Regions from separate parts of the Mus musculus genome. Here region 1 is linked to region 2. Evidence: chromatin contacts called from public HiChIP or PLAC-seq data. All regions are on one chromosome and are shown on one strand. Each heading gives the region's core, a stretch centred on a gene start, on an enhancer-like site or on the middle of the called end of the contact. The rest is flanking DNA. Distances are from core to core; before and after follow the strand shown.

The links. HiChIP or PLAC-seq counts read pairs in DNA pulled down with a chosen protein or histone mark.
Region 1: an H3K4me3 HiChIP or PLAC-seq map of craniofacial prominence shows a contact between it and region 2, with 6 times the contacts expected there. The contact joins two enhancer-like sites. A contact is called at or near these places in 1 of 115 datasets of contacts at active chromatin or transcription factors (craniofacial prominence) and 1 of 9 other capture datasets (embryonic stem cells).

What each region holds. Positions count from the first base shown.
Region 1 is chr2:168,870,836-168,873,551 of GRCm38.p6, forward strand. No RefSeq gene overlaps it. Among named protein-coding and RNA genes, the nearest start is that of Gm25214, 10 kb to the right of the region's middle. Within about 2 kb of position 1,311, at least 37 of the 459 cell types and tissues checked have an H3K27ac peak or open chromatin away from gene starts, as enhancers often do. A contact at or near this core is called in craniofacial prominence, where this site is marked.
Region 2 is chr2:168,167,964-168,170,697 of GRCm38.p6, forward strand. No RefSeq gene overlaps it. Among named protein-coding and RNA genes, the nearest start is that of Gm33185, 8.1 kb to the left of the region's middle. Within about 2 kb of position 1,443, at least 256 of the 459 cell types and tissues checked have an H3K27ac peak or open chromatin away from gene starts, as enhancers often do. A contact at or near this core is called in craniofacial prominence, where this site is marked.

The DNA of each region.
Region 1 (2,716 bases), core at 61-2,560, 700 kb after region 2:
TGGATGGCCAGACATGGCGGTGTACACCTGTGATCCCAGCACTCGGGAGGCTGAGGGAGGCAGGTCTCTGTGAGCCTGAGGCCAGCCTGGTCTCCAGGATTAATTACATAGTGAGAGCCTGTAATAATATCACGGAGAAGCGGCTGAGGGAAGATGACACCTCGCATTGTCCTCTGGCCTATGCATGCACATACTGTCCCCTGACCCTCCTCTGTGCCGTTTGCACTCACAGCCTCCGATGCTGAACGGAAACCTTTCCTTTTTACCAGAAAAGGCTTTAAATAAATACTGCATTATATATGTAGGTGTGTGTGTACACATGTATATGTATATAATAGATACATATAAATGTGGGTGTGCACTCACGTGCATGTGCAAACACACACACCTTCAGATGCTGAACAAAGCTGGAACCCTTTTCTTTTTACCAGACAAGGTTTTAAGTAAATACTGCATTATATATATGCATACATATATACATACATACATACAAACGTGTGTGTGTGTGTGTGTGTGTGTCTATTCCTCTCATGCAGGCCTGGTGCTCACAGAGGCCAGAAGAGCACAGCAGATCCCCTAGAACTAGAGTCACAAGTGCTTCCGAGCCATCATGTGGGGACTGCGACTCAAAACCGGGGTCCCCCACAAAAGCAGCGAGTAGCCCAATGAGCCAGCTCTCCAGCTGTGAAATATTTTTATATCAAAATTTAGTGTGTGTGTCTGTGTGTGTGTGTGCGCGCGCGCACGTGCACCAGAGGACAACTTTCAGGAGTTAGGTCTCTTTTCCACCTTGTGGGTCCTGGGATTCGAACTTGGATCATCAAGTTTGGCATCAGGCTCTTTTATTTACAGAGTTATATCTCAGCCCCTTTTCTTATTATTTTTACATTTTGCCCACCGGCCTCCGCTAGAAGGAGGAAAGGATGAGGTTTTGATTTGCGTAAGAACGGTGCTTGCCTCGAGCGCCACAAAAGATCATGGGTGGAACCAGAGGAGGGAGAAAAATAATCAGCCATCCTTTTCTTGATGGCTATTTTAAATATTTAGCTGAAATTGTCTGCATCTGTGTGTCAGCTGTTTTCTCTGCAAACAGCCCTAACCCCCGTGCTCACACACAATACGGGGAGGCGGGCCCCAGCTGCGGGGGCCCCCTCTTGTGTTTTCAATTTAAAGCTTCACGTAGACCGGTCACACAAACACGGATAGAAATACGCAACTTGTGAATTGAGAAAGCAGTAGTTTTGACTCATAAAATCCTTTGATAGTTTAGCCATCTGGTCAGAGTGAAGCTGCGCATAAAAGAGGTCCAAGTAAGGTCAAAGGGCACCCTCTGAGGGTCAAGGGGCCCGGGCAGAGTTTGCTCCAGTGGACTGGGCTAAAAGGATGCCTGACAAATTATTGCGCATTCCATAGCTTTTTGCGTAAGTATTTGATTACAGTGGGCAGGAATGTTGTTGATATTTCTAACCTGAGCGGGGGAGGAGAGGGAGGCAGGGCTGTGTCACCGATGCTTTCTTCCCATCTTTGGCTTTCCCGGCCACTGCCAGGCTTTTTGGCCATGCCTCGGGCCCTATCCCAGGGCACTTGTCCCTGATCGAGAGAGCACCCTCTCCCTTGGGAGAGAAGGAAGCTCATAGCTTTGCCTGGAGTGTTCCAAAAATCCCCGCTGCTGTCTTTCTGGTCCATAGGTAGTAAAACAGGCAACATCGCGGTTGTTTCCGGCGTGAATGGCAACAGAGCCACGCATATTTATGGTTGTGTTTCTCAGAGGGGGTCTCAGGCAGATGGGGATTTAAGATGATTTAGCGTCTTTTTTTTTTTTTTTTTTTTGCTTGAGCCAGAACTCTGGAGGGAGCCACTCGATTTTTTATAGGGTCTTGGGGGCTGGCGAGATGGTAAGGGCGGGTAAGAGCACTCACTGACTGCTCTTCCGAAGTTTCTGAGTGTAAATCCCAGCAACCACATGGTGGCTCACAACCACCCGTAACGAGATCTGACGCCCTCTTCTGGTGTGTCTGAAGACAGCGACAAAGTACTTACGTATAATAATAAATAAATCTGGGCCTGAGCGAGCAGAGTTGACCTGAGTGAGCAGGGCCGACCAGGGCGAGCAGAGGTCCTAAAAATTCAACTCCCAACAACCACACGAAGGCTCACAACCATCTGTACAGCTACGGTGTAGTTATATACATAAAATAAAATAAATAAATCTTTATAGTGTTTTGGCTTCAGGAGTACAGTAGCCGAGTAACAGGTCTTTGGATGGCTCATTCATGGGATTTTTTTTTGTAAAGGGCTAAGGAGACATGGTCTTGCTGGAAATCTTGGAGAATTATTGGGGTGGGGGCGGAGCCACTGTTTTTTTATGGTGATGTCTGCTCACCCACAGCAGCTTTGAGACACTTCCCAGTAGACTTTTTTTTTTTTTTTTTTTTTTTTGGTTTTGTTTTGTTTGCAATCTTTCCAGCTTTCAGGCTGGGAGGAAGTAGATGTGGAGGCCAGCACGCCCCACTGGCCCAGGAGGAAGCACTTCTCGAACCTTCTCCAGCACCTGGGGATGCCCTGTGGTGGAGAATCAGGCTGTGAGGAGTCTCTTTGTCACCCTGGGAAATTCTCCTGGGACTCTCTAGTTTGCTCATCATAATATAAAAAAATGTAAAGGAAAAGTTAACTCTTTTTTTTTTTTTTTCCTTTTTGCAATTGCTGGAGTTCAAAG
Region 2 (2,734 bases), core at 193-2,692:
ATTGTAGTCAGGCTCTGCACGGCCAGGCAGGGCAGCAACCCCACTGAGCCATGCTTCATTTTTTCCTTCTGTGACCCAAAGCCCTGAAGTGGCCATTTGAGTTGTTTGGGCTTCTTAGGGAACTAGACAGAGCTATATATTTCTGGCCACTGTTCTGATATCTTTAGCAGCCAGCATGTGGTGTTTGTCCTCCTGGGCTCAAGGTAGCTGCAGCACCTCCACTATCACTATAGTATTCCAGGCAGCCTTGAGAAGGTTGATGGAATTACCCTCATTTGCACAGGGGGAAACTGAGGTGTGGGGGCTCTGAGCCTGTACTCTGATGAAGGGCTCTGGGGATGAAACGTAGCCCATCCAGCCAGGAGTAAGTTTAGTTATTCCTGGATATTGGGATGGGCATCTCCCAAGGTCCCTGGTTCCGGGTGCCTGGTGACCTGGGTGGGGGGTGGGGGGGTGGGGGGCAGTAAGCATGGGGTCCTGGTATTTGACACTTTGGCTTCTGTTGATGGTCAAACTGGGGATTCAACTCCTGGGAATTGATCCAGGGCTGTGAGTGGATTGCCAGCAGTTGGCATGGACCCTGGAGACCTCAGCCAGGCCTATGAGAGGGCTGCAGGGTGGTCGATGCTGGGGTCAGCAAGGCGTTGACCTGGGCTTCTTGCTTCTCATCAGAATATGGGATTGCAGTGGTTAACCAGGGGCCTCTGGGCAGAGGACATTCAGGCCTAAACCTAGTTGGCAAGGCAGCCTCCCCCACCCCTCCATCTGGCAGCCATGGCTGGGACCCACAATGCAGTGCTCTCTAGTCTGGAAGTGGGGGGTGAGGGTGGGGCCATCTCTTTAGGACAAAGCTCTGGGGCCCAGTCTGGCCCAACACTGTTCTTGTACATAAAGTTTTAGAGGGATACAGCCATACTTTTTGAAGACAAGGCTATGTAGCCCAGGTTGGCCTCAAATTCATAATCCTTGGGGTCTTGGGTGTTGCGATTGCAAGCCTGTGCCGTCATGCCTGGCTCCAGCTGTGCCTGTGTTTATGGATTAACTAAGGCGGCTTTAGGATCACAAGGGCAGGGTTCAACAGTTGGGACAGCAACCACATGGCCCACAAGGCTTAGCATACCGACTGTCTGGCCCTTTGCAGACGGAGCTGCTGGCCTGGGCTTGAACAGAAAGCAGCTGGCATCAGGACTGGTGGGGTGGGGCTTTCCAAGAGTGAGACCTAAGGATGGGCTAGGAGCCCTGGGGAGGTTTGGGAGATGGTAAAGACTCTGAGGTCTGGGTTTGGTTTAGTACAGATTCAAAAACCCCCTCTCTCCCAGCAGTGCCAGAGGCTGGCTTGTCAAAGGCCAGGACAGCCATTTGGGGGCTTTTGTGAGAGAAGAAGCTACAGACTGGTACAGATACAGGGAGCAGTCTCCGGGCGCTTCTGCCTCTGCCAGAGACAGCATTCGGAGCAACTGGCTCAGACAAGCCTCTTGGACTTGTGGCCCTAGAGGACCAGGCCATATGATTTTCCAAGAGAAGCCAACTTGCAGTTGGGTTTCCTGGGAAATCTGGTTTTTATCCAGTTAATTGCATTTTTATGAAGTCACATAGAGAACAGGCACAGGAATGCCTGGCTTTCAGGCTTCAAAGTAGGGAACTTGGGGGTGGGTAGGTGGAGAATGGTTGGAGGTTGGGCTCAGCTAAGCCCCTCCTGCAGCTACAGCAGCCTGGCTGTGGCCCCCAGGCTGGGCAGGATGGTGTCGGGTTTCTAGCTTGACCTAGCCACCCCTGAGCTGTGGAGAATTCCTGCCTAGGAGTCTGGATTTAGGAATGGGGTGTCAGAGCTCATAGCCTTGGGTACTCTACCTGTAGTCCCCTCTGAGGAACGCAGAGTGAGTGAGTGAGTGAGACTGTAAGGCGTGTGTTTGTTACTTTGTCATCCAGGAGCCTGAGAGGTGGGTGGCAGGCAGGGCTGAACAGCACAGGGCTTCCTGGGCAAGGTCGAGCTGGCCAGCCCTTTAAAGGGTGTCTGCACCCCTACTGTGGCTGGGCCACTTTGCAGCATCCTGGACGTGCCGGCTCCTGTCGACCTGGCTTTTGAGCCTTTTGTGAAAGCGGTTCCCATCCGGGTGGATTTCCTACGGCCTCAGGCAGGTGTCTGAGCTGAAAGTGAGTGCTAACTCGGGGCAATTTGGCTTAAGCAAAGAAATTCTGTCACTCCCCAACAGGAAACTTCCAATATGGGGCCCGAATTGAATTCTGAGATCCAAAGAGTGGTACCCGGGCTCTTTCTTACCCATGGCCCCACTCTGTGTCCCTTGGGTACGGCGGCATTCGTGGGCGGGCCCTTGGTGGTGGCACTCCTGCAACCTCAGGGAGAGTAACCCAGTGACAGAGAGAGGAACCCAAGGTGGTTTCTCATTGGGCCTGATTGGGTCATGTGCTTAGCTAGCCCAGTAGCTGTGGGCAAGGGCAGGCCCTGCTGTTAGAGAGTTGGGCAAGACCAGCCTGACCAAAAGAAACCGGGATACTATCCCGGAAGCGAAGTGCACACAGACCAGGCCAGCCCTCGGCCGCATCTTCTGCAGGAGGGCTGTCAGGAGAGTGTTAGGGGCTGAAGATGATAGAGCAAAGCCCTCTGGCTGTTCCACGGTGGGTTCTCTAGTCATGTAACATGGAGATAACTCCAGTTATCACACACACATACACACACCCACACCCATACATGCACGAGCCCAAGATGATGCCC